Linked DNA regions of Sus scrofa: region 2 is linked to region 1. The links are chromatin contacts, called in public Hi-C maps. All regions are on one chromosome and are shown on one strand. Each heading gives the region's core, a stretch centred on a gene start, on an enhancer-like site or on the middle of the called end of the contact. The rest is flanking DNA. Distances are from core to core; before and after follow the strand shown. Region 1 overlaps AKAP13 (A-kinase anchor protein 13). Region 2 overlaps AKAP13 (A-kinase anchor protein 13).

What was found. A called contact is a pair of places that touch in the nucleus more often than the background predicts.
Region 2: a Hi-C map of liver shows a contact between it and region 1, with 5 times the contacts expected there. The contact joins two enhancer-like sites. A contact is called at or near these places in 2 of 5 promoter capture datasets (fetal liver and liver), 14 of 47 Hi-C or Micro-C datasets (alveolar macrophages, blood, embryonic fibroblasts and 5 more) and 2 of 2 datasets of contacts at active chromatin or transcription factors (alveolar macrophages and skeletal muscle).

Annotation. Positions count from the first base shown.
Region 1 is chr7:88,113,194-88,119,048 of Sscrofa11.1, forward strand. All of the region lies in intron 8 of AKAP13 (A-kinase anchor protein 13), which reads left to right. Among named protein-coding and RNA genes, the nearest start is that of KLHL25, 180 kb to the right of the region's middle. Within about 2 kb of position 3,883, at least 9 of the 83 cell types and tissues checked have an H3K27ac peak or open chromatin away from gene starts, as enhancers often do.
Region 2 is chr7:88,182,866-88,188,957 of Sscrofa11.1, forward strand. AKAP13 (A-kinase anchor protein 13) reads left to right here. Exons shown (of 38, transcript XM_021099912.1): 19 at 4,093-4,160. Among named protein-coding and RNA genes, the nearest start is that of KLHL25, 110 kb to the right of the region's middle. Within about 2 kb of position 1,341, at least 7 of the 83 cell types and tissues checked have an H3K27ac peak or open chromatin away from gene starts, as enhancers often do.

The DNA of each region.
Region 1 (5,855 bases), core at 2,633-5,132:
TGCCACATCCAAGCTGCATCTTTAATGTACACTATAGCTCGTGGCAATGCTGGATCTGCCGGATCCTTAACCCACTGGGTAGGGCCAGAGATCAAGCCTGCATCCTCATGGATACTAGTTGGGTTCATAACCCACTGAGCCACAATGGGCACTCCCTGCATTTTGTTATCCATTAATCTGTTGGCCATTTGGGTTGTTTTTCCGCTTTTAGTTGTGAATAGTTCTGCTATGAACATTGATGTACAAATATCTTTTCAAGTCCCTGCTTTTGATTCTTTTGGGTGTGTATGCAGAAATGGAACTGCTGGATCATATGGTAATTCTATTCCAAGTTTTTGAGGAACCCCCTTACTGTTTTCCACAGCAACTACGCCATTGTACACTCTCAAGAGCAATGCACAAAGGTTTCAGTTTCTCCACATTCTCGACAACACTTGTTATTTTCTGGGGTTTTTTTGTCTCTTCTGGTGTGTGTGTGTTCAGTAACTCTCCTAGTGGGTGTGATGTGGTATCGCTCCATGGTTTTGATTTATTTGCATTTCCTAATACACATTTACTTTTGCTGTTTGTGTTTTTAAGAAGCCAGCTAGTATGAGCTTTCCAAGCTACTCCACCTCCAGATGTGTATTACCTAACATGAATGCTGCCTTCCATGTGTCTTTTCTCTTGGTGTGTTCTGCCTCTGCTCTCTTACACATTCTTTTCACCTTTTACTCAAGAATAGATGAGGCTAGTTCCAGCCTTTCTCTCAAAATGCATAACTTCATTTAACCATTTGAAAGATGTCTTAACACTTCAGACTCAACACAGTCAAGTAGACGGCATCATCATTGTCTCCTCTGGATTTTCTATATATCTGTTAAATTGTAGATTTTTTTAGTCCTCTTTCTTCTTTTTTTTTTTTTAAGGGCGTAGTTTATGGAGGTTCCCAGGCTAGGGTTGAATAGGAGCTGTAGCTGCGGGCCTATACCACAGACACAGGAACACCAGATCTGAGCCACATCTGCAGTCTACACCATAGCTCACGGCAATGCCAGGTCCTTAACCCACTGAGTGAGGCTGGGGCTCGAACCTGCATCCTCATGGATGTTAGTCAGATTGATTTTTGCTGAGCCACAACGGGAACTCCTCCCTTTCTCTTTCGTCTCTGTGGATTCTGCCCTTCGAACCAGCTTACTAACCGACCTGCTGCTGCTTCCATGCTCCAAAGGCCATGTCCCAGTCTGGGCACATGCTGCCTCCAGTCTAGATTAGTCCAGGCTCCTCCTGACAGGTCTCTGTGTCCTGGATGTCCTATGCTTCCTCCCTCCCCACTATTCCATCTTATTTATACACTCTACAGTTGCATATAGTTCATAGTATAATACTTATTTTTTTCACTCCTCTTCTTATATAATTGGGGAGTGGGGGTGTCCACCCTAAAGCTTGGATTCATTGTAGCCATATCACCCTTTTTCTTCTTTCCTCTGTTGATATTTCTAGACACCTTTGGGCTTTGTGTGCTCCTCAGAAACATCTAAGGAAAAGTCCTTATTCTGGATTGTAAAGCTGTGCTCCAGAACCACTGACTGGATGCACATGTGTGTTTCTGGTAAGGGATCCATGGCTTCCCTTAGATTCTTGAAGGAGTCTGTGCCATGCAAAACTATGAATTCCAGCTCTGAAGCATCCTGACTGCTTTGCTCATGTTCTTTTTCACATGGCTGGACTTCCCTGCCCCACCAGCTCTCTCTTAAGCACACTTCCCCCTTGTAGGGCTTCCTCACATACCACCAGCTTTACTAAACTTCATCCAAATCTCTGAACCAGAAATATCTTTTTTTTATTATTATTATTCTAAAGACTTCCTTACCTCTCGGAGTTTCAAGTACTTGTGATTCTATTGTATTTCACAAACTAATCAGTGTTTCCCAATCTGTAGTCCACAGTTTGCGGAGTTATTTCATTAGGTCTTGTAATCTGTAGACCATATATATACATCTCTCATCCTGGGATGTGGTGGGATATGATCCTTGACTTTTTTTTTTTCTCTCTCTCTCTCTCTCTCTTTTTAGGGCCATACCTGCAGTATATGGAGGTTCCCAGGCTAGGGGTCTAATCAGAGCTGTAGCTGCCAGTCTATGCCACAGCCACAGCAACACAGGATCCGAGCCTCGTCTGCGACCTACACCAAGCTCAGGGCAACGCCGGACTCTTAACCCACTGAGTGAGGCCGGGGATCAAACCCGCAACCTTATGGTTCCTAGTCGGATTCGTTTCTACTGTGCCATGACGGGACCTCCAATCCTTGACTTTTTTTAAGGAAGGAATTTTCTATTTTATTTTATTTTACTTTATTTTATTTTTTACCTGAGCCACCAGGGAACCCCAACCCTTGATATTTTAAATGAACAAAGTTTCCTCATACTTTTAAACTGTGAGATCTATAGTGCAGATTGTCATCAGGATCATGATTTGTCTGTCTATTGCTGAACCTTGACGCTATTTCTTGCATAAGGTGGGTACTCCCTAAAAGCTGACTGGCTAGCTGTGTAGATAAATCAGCAAGATAGCCATAGAAAGATTTCTTATACTAGATTTCCCCATCCTTTCCTGATGGGGAAGTCTTTGATTTACCTGAAATACTACTATTTTTCAGTATAGGTTTTACTTTTAAATGTTTGTGTATGAGTCGTAATTCCAAAGAAGGAACTGACTGGAACTTCATCATTGGCAGATTTCCTTAAGGTTTTTTTTGTGTCCTTAGAGACAGTGAGCCTTCTCAGCACATCATTGTTAATTAACTGTTAGTGATTGAAAACGCAGGCTCCTAGAAATAGACAAAGCCAAAACAAACAAATAAAAGACATTTCTTTCGATTATAGCATTTCATTGTTCAAAAAATTGGCACCCATGGTTCCATGTTTTAGTTATTTCATTATGATAATTTTCTAAATATTTTTGTCTAAATTAAACAGCAACTCTTATTTTCTAACAAATCTTCTCCAGAGATGTCAGATGCACTTTGTCAGACTTATTCAATTTAATGTTGCTATTAAAAATTGTTTAAATAATTGTTGGATTCTGAGACAAAGTTAAGAACAACAGGTACTTGTGGGAATGAGGAAAGAGCACTGGACCAAAAGTGAGGAAAACTGGGTCCTCACTCAGTCTCTAAATGTTGTGTTACCTTCTTTGAGTCTCATTGCCCCTCTCTTGCTCTCACTCTTTTTTTTTTTTTTTTCCTTTCTTCTTTCTTTTATAAATGGCTTTAGTAAAGGGAGGCAGAGTGACAATCCTAAAGGTTCTCCCAACTTTTAGCTCTCTGTGAAATCACTGAGGATAATGAACTCAGAGATAAATCTGTAAGCATCTACCATTACTCATTGAAGAGATCCATGGAATAAAAGATGAGGTCAGGTTCTTAGAATCTTACAGTCTTTTGAGCAGATAAAATTACCAGTATAATACAGTTCACACACAAATGTATTATCCCAAAATCTAGCCTCAGCGAGTGTGTGGCCTCTTCCCAAAAATGACAACATGCCTCTTCATGGATGGGAAAAAGGTCAAATCTAGGTGACAGTACTTTATAAATTTTAAAGCACCATGAACTTAGAAATATAATGGGATGCTTTACAGTTTTCATTCTGATCTCACTTGTCGTGTTAAAACTGACCTTTCCAAAGACACCATAAGCCTCCCAGTTGCCCAATTCAGTATCTTCTTTTTTTAAAATTCATCAGTTTTGACTTCTCAGCAGCAGCTGGCACTATGGACCTACCTTCTCGTTTTAGCCCTCTTCCTTAACTTCTGTGAAACTCTAATCTCTCAGGGTTCTGCTTCTCTGCAAGGATGTGGCAATCTCTGACTTCCTCACTCTGTGTTTTGTGCAATGCCTTGTATGAAGTGAAAGAGAATAGTTGTTGGTTGGTTACTCTGGCCCTGTGTGTCCGTGTGTAGCATCTGTGACCTGGGCAGGAATGTATAAAGTATTTAAAATATGGTTTGTCATTCCATGTTTGTCGCATTTCATTCTAATTCCCATTTCTGTTGGTCATAGCACACCTTGTCCAAGTCAGCACACATTTCAGTGTCTGCTGTGTAGAAAATGCTATGGAAAGCTTTGTTTACTTAATATTCCCGCTTCTTTCTCACATAAATTGTGAGTTCTTTGAGAATTCCATTCTTTTACTACTTCTGCTTTTAAGACTTGACATGATGTTTTGATACATAGAAGGTATTTAGTACATTTTTTAAATAAAAGAAGGAAGGAACAAATCTGGGAGTGTTCAGTATTATGTCTTCATAGACTCTCTCTTTCCTAGAAAGTAACCAATAGATTGAAAAATATTTCCTATTCTTTTTTTTTTTTTTTTTTTTGCTTTTTAGGGTCGCATCCACAGCATATGGAGGTTCCCAGGCTAGGGGGTCAAATTGGACCTACAGCTGCCGGCCTGCCCCACAACCACAGCAACGCAGGATCTGAGCCCCATCTGCAACCTACACCACAGCTCATGGCAACACCAGATCCTTAACCCATTGAGCGAGGCTAGGTATCGAACACGCAACTTCATGGTTCCTGGTCGGATTTGTTTCTGCTGCGCCATGACAGGAACTCCAGTATTTCCTATTTTCAAAAGAAATATATACTCACGTGAGATACTACTCATACCTGCTAGGATGGCTGTAATCAAACACAGATAAGAACAGTGACAAGGGTGTGAAGAAATTAGAATACTCATACATTGCTAGTGGGAACGTCAGTGTAGCCACCTTTGGAAAAGTCTGGCAGTTCCTCAAAATGTTAAACCTGAAGTTATGATACAGTGGTTCCACTCTTAGGTATATACCCAAGAGAAACAAAAATATGTCCAACAAAAACTTGTATGTGGATATTTGTAGCAGCATTGTTCGTAACAGCCAGAAAATGAAAAGAGCTCAAATGTCCATCAGCTGGAAAGTAAATAAATAAAATGTAGGTATATATCCATACAGTGGATTATTATTTGGCAGTAAAATGAAGAACTGGCATTTGTTGTGACACCAGTGAACATTGAAATCGTCTTACTAAGTGAAAGAAGCCGGTCCCCAAAGACCACATATTGTTTGATTCCATTTGTATGAAATTTCCAGAGTAGGCAAATCCATAGAGACAAAGTAGATTAATGATTGCCTAGAACTGGGAGGTGGAGGCTGTGGTGGGTCTGACCATTAAGGAATACAGAGTTTCTTTTTGATGCCCTAAAATGTTCTAAAATTAAGTAGTGGTGATGGTTACATAACTGTGTTAAGGTACTAAACCATTGACTCATACAGTTACATGGGTGAGTTTTAGAGTATATGAATTACCTTTCAGTAAAGATGTTAAAATGCAAAATTGCACATGCAGAATGCAGTGTGGTATCCTGGACTGGATCCTGGAACAGAAAAGAACATTAACGGGAAAATGAGTGAATTCCAAAGTCTGGAGTTGAATTCATAGTACGTAGTAGTCATAGTGTTGGGTTTCTTAGTGTTAACAAAAATGCATCTTGGTTATGTAAGATGTTAACGTTGGAGAAATTGATAAGGCCCTGTATATGAGAATTTTATGCTAGTCAAGTTTATAAAAATAAAAAAAAAAAATTTAAGAAACATAGGAGTTCTCTGGTGGCCCAGTGGTTAAGGCCTTGGCATTGTCACTGCTGTGGCTCAGGTTTGATCTCTGGCCCAGGAACTTCCGTATGCCACAGATGTGGCCAAAAAATATAAAAGTAACACATAATCATTAAGGAAAATTCAGAAAGCTACAGAAAAGTTAAAATGGATATTGGTTGTCCCTTTGTGATCATTCAGGCATAAACAGTCAATAAAAAATTGAATCAGATTAGGGC
Region 2 (6,092 bases), core at 91-2,590, 67 kb after region 1:
ACATTTTCAGCTTCATCAAGGTGTTACCAAATTACTCTCCAAAGTGAAGGTGCCAGTTTCTAGATTCATCAGCAGATGATGAGAGCTGCTGTGCCACCATATCCTCTCCAGCACCTAGAACTGGCAGGCTTTTATTTTGGCCATTCTGGTTGGTATCAGTTTGCATTTCTCTAATTTCTAGGGTGGTTGAGCACCATATTGTGTGTTTTGTGAGTTGCCTGTTCATGGTCTTTGTACCACTTTTCTGTTGGGTTCTTATCTGTTTCTTACTGTTTAATGAAGAGTTTTAAACATTCCTGAGATAGTGTTATTGGGTGTGGTACTACGGTTAATTCCATTTCAAAATGTGTGGTTTTCTTTGTCCTTGATATGAGCTCATTAGTTTTCCTCATCTACTTATATTGCCTGTGTTTCAAAGAGTATTTTGTTTAAGTAAAATGGAGTGAAACCAGAGGTTCTCCTAAAGGTACCTAAGCAGGTTCTGAGAGAAGGTGATTAAAGGGGTGTATTTAAAGGGATTAAAGACAATGTATGTGAAAGACAGAGGGAAAAGAAGGGGAGGGAGAGTTCCTGTCATGGCCCAGCGGTTAATGAACCCAACTAGCATCCATGAGGATAAGGGTTCGATCCCTGGCCTTGCTCAGTGGGTTAAGGATCCAGCGTTGCTGTGAGCTGTGGTGTAGGTCACAGACGTAGCTCGGATCCTGCATTGCTGTGGCTGAGACATAGGCCAGTGGCTACAGCTCTGATTGGACCCCTAGCCTGGGAACCTTCATATGCCTCAAGTGCAGCCCTAAAAAAACCAAAAAGACCAAAAAAAGGGGGGGGGGGGAGGTGAGAAACCTGTGCATGAGAAAGAGGCGATGGATAAACAAGACTGATACGTGGTCCCAGGCATTAGTGTAGCAGGGGAGGGGAGGAGAGGCACGTATCCTTAGTAAGGATAGTGGTGCGATGGGGAAGCACATTCTCTCTTACTAGAAAATGAATACAGATGTGGCCTCAACGACTTTGTTATGCTTCTTGCTGTGGGTCCAGCAGCTTGGAACTGCCCTGTTCACCCCTCTCTATTCTTTAGACATTTAGTGACTATTATGGGCCTGAGGCTGGAAATAGAGATGTAAAGTTTAAAAAGACAAATTAGATTCCCTCCAGTAATTTTCTGTCCAGAGGAAGAGTGTGGCCATTTCAGTAGAGTATCGTGATGGAGGCAGGCATGGGATACCAGAAGTGCAGAGGTAGGGAGTCAGAGAAGACATCATAGAGCCGAGTCTGCCAGCCCAGTCAAGGAGGGCAGAGAGGGAAGGGCTCAGGTGCAGGCAGCGGCGTGTTCAGAGCTGGAGGTGTGACAGAACATGGCAAGGGGTTAGAAACATACGCAATACCTGACAGGCCACATGAAGCTAGTGAGAAGTTGGAGCTTGATACTAAAGATGAAGGGAAGCCATTAAAGAGTTTCTGGGAATGAAAGGCAAAAAAGTTGTAATACAAATCATTAAGGACAAATGCTTCAGCCTCCTTGACTCTTTCCGGAAGACTGTTGGTTAGTGTGGCTTAAAGTCTTTAGTCTCTAGTTCACTAGAGTCTAGACCCTGGAACATGAGTTCTGTTGCATTATGTGCGGAAGGGCATAAAGGCATTGAGTTTGGGGGTAGGTGGTGTGGTTTCAAGAGTCATGTGGGTTTCTGTTTGCAAATTGCAATTCTGCTTTTTTCCTCTTGAGCAGTTAAGACGATTTCTTTGTCAAATTTTATCCTTATTTCCAAGTAGCAGAGAACTAGACAAATTAATGAGGTCCAGTGGTTTCTGGTTCTTAAGAAAAATATCCTCAAAATGTTCCCCTTTGCTGATTAGAATGAGTCACTCCTCAAGGGTCTCTTTCTGCAAGGCTTCCTAGTGCCCAGAAAGGGATGTTGGTGAGAAACTCTGGCATTAACATTCAGTGATATATAACCTTTTCATAACTGCTGGCTTCTAGAATAGTTTCACGACTTATATGGAAACGGTCATGATCACAAACGGTGGAAATTACAAGGAGCCTAGCATCCATGTAACTCCCTTACCGTGTACTCCTGGAGAGGAAAACAGTGGGAGCAAGAATAGAGTTGTGACTGAGATAACACCTTCCAGGTTTTTTCCTCTTGAGATTCCCTGAATGAGCTTTTCCCAGGAGAGTCTCTCATGCTGCTATTGGTAAATGAACTTGGATGTCTCTTCTGATTGATTAATATCAGGAAAATGACCAGACAGTGATGTTGGCAAGAGAGGAACCCTGATATGCCCAGGAGTGGGAGTGAAAGACCAAGGCCCAGAATAGTTTCACTCCGCCCCACTTCCAGACAAAAGTGGAATTGCTCCTGATCGCCACTTTTATGGCAATAGCATTAGCCAGGATCCCTCCAGTTGGCCTATTGATTACTTAGTCCCTCTCTAACCATGCCCTGAAGGATGGTCTGTCCTAGTGATAATTTATATGACTAAGAAATTGAAAACTCTTCTGCAACATGAACCTTATAGAACAATCCAGTGGATTTACTTCAAAAAAGTATCTTTCTTCAGGAGATGAAGCATAAGGAAGGAGTCTTGTAGAATCACAGAGGAAGGGAGCCTGTGGAGAAATGTGGTCCTTGCTTTCATTTTATGGATGAGAGAACTGAGGCCTGTAGAGAAGGAACTTGCATAGAGTCACATTAACTAGTTAAGAGAGCCAGGACCTAAATCTCATTTATTGTGACAGCTGTTATTCTCGTTCTCCTTTAGTGTTAATAAGTTGGTATTTGATATACTGTAATCAAGGTTGTGTCAGGGTGCTTGTCTTTTGGATTAAATAGACATAAGATCTAAAACAGACATTTGAATAGGTGGCATGAGCCAGGCCCTGTGCTGGAGATGTCATTGAAGATTCAGCAGTAGGTAAAGGGACCCTACCCTGGAGGAGCACCCAGTGGAGGAGAAAACCGAAAGATGACCCAACCCATTGTAACTGGTGTGTTAGGAAAAGACCTGTGAACCAAGTAAGCATTGAGGAAGGAATGGGAAAAAAAGCTTTGGGGTCTAGGGTTCTGGCAGTCTCCATTCTAGTATCCTGTAGCCCATACCTCTGAGCCAGCAGAGCATTGTGGCTCATGATTAGTGGGTCGCCATAGGCAGGGCCTGTGGTGCTTCCTGAATCAACGTGTGAAGTGTTGTGTGGATGGTGTCTGTCCGATTTTCTCAGGGAGCCTTTCCCTGGAGGCGCTCTTTCATGGGGTGTCCCCACAGGCAGCTCTTTTATTTGTTTCTTCTTCACCTCTGGCCTCCTGACATAGTTGTTTTATGACATCATAGCAGCAGTATGAGCTGACCACAGCCCTTTGGAGGCACAGAGGGCTGGGCTTTTACATCAGTGGCCCTTGTGGACCAAGAAATGAGAAATAGAGTTGAGATAAAAATTGTGTCCTTGGTGTATTGTGGACTCTGCTTCATCTTTTGGGGAAATCTCTGCTTCATCTTTCAGGAAGTCTCCCACTTTCTCTTGACTCAGGGTTCCCAGAGGTGCTTTGGGGTAGTTCTGATGATATTTCTTCAGAGGCTCTTGACTCAGGGTGCTGAGTTGCAAAAAGCTCAGAGTAGTTAGGATCCCAAGTTGAACTACATAAACAGGCAGATTTTCATAATCATACTCTACTTTTGACAGAGTCATACAAATTTCACAACCCCTTTTAAGGTGGATGTTGTTATTGTGTATATATGTCAGTGCCCATATGTGTATGTATAAATACTTATCATTTGTGTATTATTTGTGCCTTAGACTTATCTACCGATGACAAACACTTTCACTTTTAGTTTTGGTAGCCTTTCAGCTTCCTGCCCAAGAAGTTCCAGATGTCTAGTTTTCATTAATCGGAAATCACATCTGCTCTGTTTCTCCTCCAAATGACATCTCATGCCTGCTTCCTGAAAGAGGCCTCAGACTGTAATTTCAGTTAGTCACATTCACACATGCAAGTGGCTTCACCTGGAAGTCCAAAGGTTGCTGTGGCGGGGGAAGATCAGACTCTGGGATCTGTTTGCTGGGTATTAATGTCACCATGGATTTTGCCCTCCTTTCAGATTGCAGTGCTTTTGTCCATAAAGGCTGTCGAGAAAGTCTCACCTCCTGTGCAAAGGTCAAAATGAAGGTAAGACATTTCTGGCTAAACCAATAAAATCCTCAGACCTGGGGTAACTCGAGGTTGTAGTTTTTGTTTAATTATTTGGTGCCATTTGAGACCAAAATAACCAAAAATGACTTTTCTTTTCTTGATGAACACATATGGGAATTTGCAGCTTTTGGAAGGTAAAATACTTTGAGAATTTCTCCACATTAATAATGTACACATTTCTCTGTGATGTTAATCTGTGTCACTGTTGAAGTGGCTTTCTTCTCAACCATGTCTGCACACCTGCTCTGTTATTAGGAGCCTGGCTTCCTCCTCGAGGACTGTGTGGGCAGCAGGTGGAAATTGGGGGGCTCTGGCAGGCTGGTGGTCTGGGGAGTGTCAAGGGTAAAGGAGCCTGTCAGGCACCACTTTACTCCGCAGGTTCCTGTGGATGGCTCTGATCACATGACAAGAGTGGGGAGTGTATGGTGTACGTGCTCTGAGTATGCAGGCCATGTGGTAACATGCACTGCATGTCAAGAGGCCCTTAAAGAGTGTGGGAGTAGGGGCAGATGGACATTTAGATGGCCTCTGTGGTTTTCAGCATTGTAGTTACTCATAAATGTCATTTTGTTCCTTGTCAGAAGAGTAGTCTCCAGCTGTGTCTGTATAGATGCTCAGCATACTGTGTGCTTCACCAGTAACCAAATGCATTTCTCTAGTGCAGTGGTCTCAAACTTGAATGTGCATCAGAATCACCATGGACACTTGTTAGAAAATGACACTGGGCCCCACATCCAGAGGTTCAGATTCTGGGTAGGGGTGAAATTCCTAGATGATGCTGATGCTGATGATGCTTAGAGAAGTATTGAACTAGTGTAAAGATGACAGACTTCTATACCTGGACCTCATTTGGCCCATGGACATGGGTCTTGTTTGGCTCTTGGCATGTTTTTTTTTTCTCATTTGAATAGTATATTTATTGAAAAAGCAGATTTCGCATCAATTTGGATTTCTGATTTCTCCTGAAAATTCAAATGGAAGCTCTCACAGGCCTGATGTTTCCCCTTACCCAGCATTCCCAATTCCCACATTGTGGTTTATGGTGTGTTTTTGGTTTGTTTATTTGTTTGTTTTAATGGCAACACCCAGGGCATATGGAAGTTCCCCTTCTAGGGGCTAATCAAACCCATGTCTCCTCAGCGATCTGAGCCACTGGAGTAGGATTTTTTTTTTTTTTTTTTTTTTTTTTTTTTTTTGCCTTTTCTAGGGCCGCTCTCGTGGCATATATGGAGGTTCCCAGGCTAGGGGTCTAATCGGAGCTGTAGCTGCCGGCCTGCACCACAGCAACACAGGATCCGAGCCGTGTCTACAACCTACACCACAGCTCACAGCAAGGCCAGGGATCAAACCTGCAACCTAATGGTTCCTAGTCAGATTCGTTAACTACTGAGCCATGACGAGAACTCCTGGAGTAGGATTCTTAACCTGCTGCACCACAGTGGGAACTCTGCCCTTTTTTTTTTTTTTTTTTTTTTTTTTTTCCCATGGTGCTTATCACCTTCTCAGGGCTTATCTAACAGTATTTACTACATTTACTTTTTATGATCTGTACCTTCCTCCAACTAGAAACTTGCCAAGCCATGTGAAGTCAGGAATGTTTGATCCATGGACAGATCCTTAAGCACCTAGAACAGTCCTTAAATGTTGAAGAGAGGATGGCAAGTGATAATCAGCTGTGGCTGAAGATGTACTGGTCCTAGATTGCCACTTCCTTCCTCCTCTAACTTGCCAGTATCATTCATTACCTGCCTGACTCCCTTAGGCATTTGAGTTTGTGATCTCTAATAAGGCAGTAGTTATTTGTGAATGTGCTATAGAGAAGGATCATGTAGCATATCCCAATAAGAGATTATATCCTAAAAGGGGGAGTTTCACTTTAAATTGAGCCTTTTTCACTAATGATTTGTC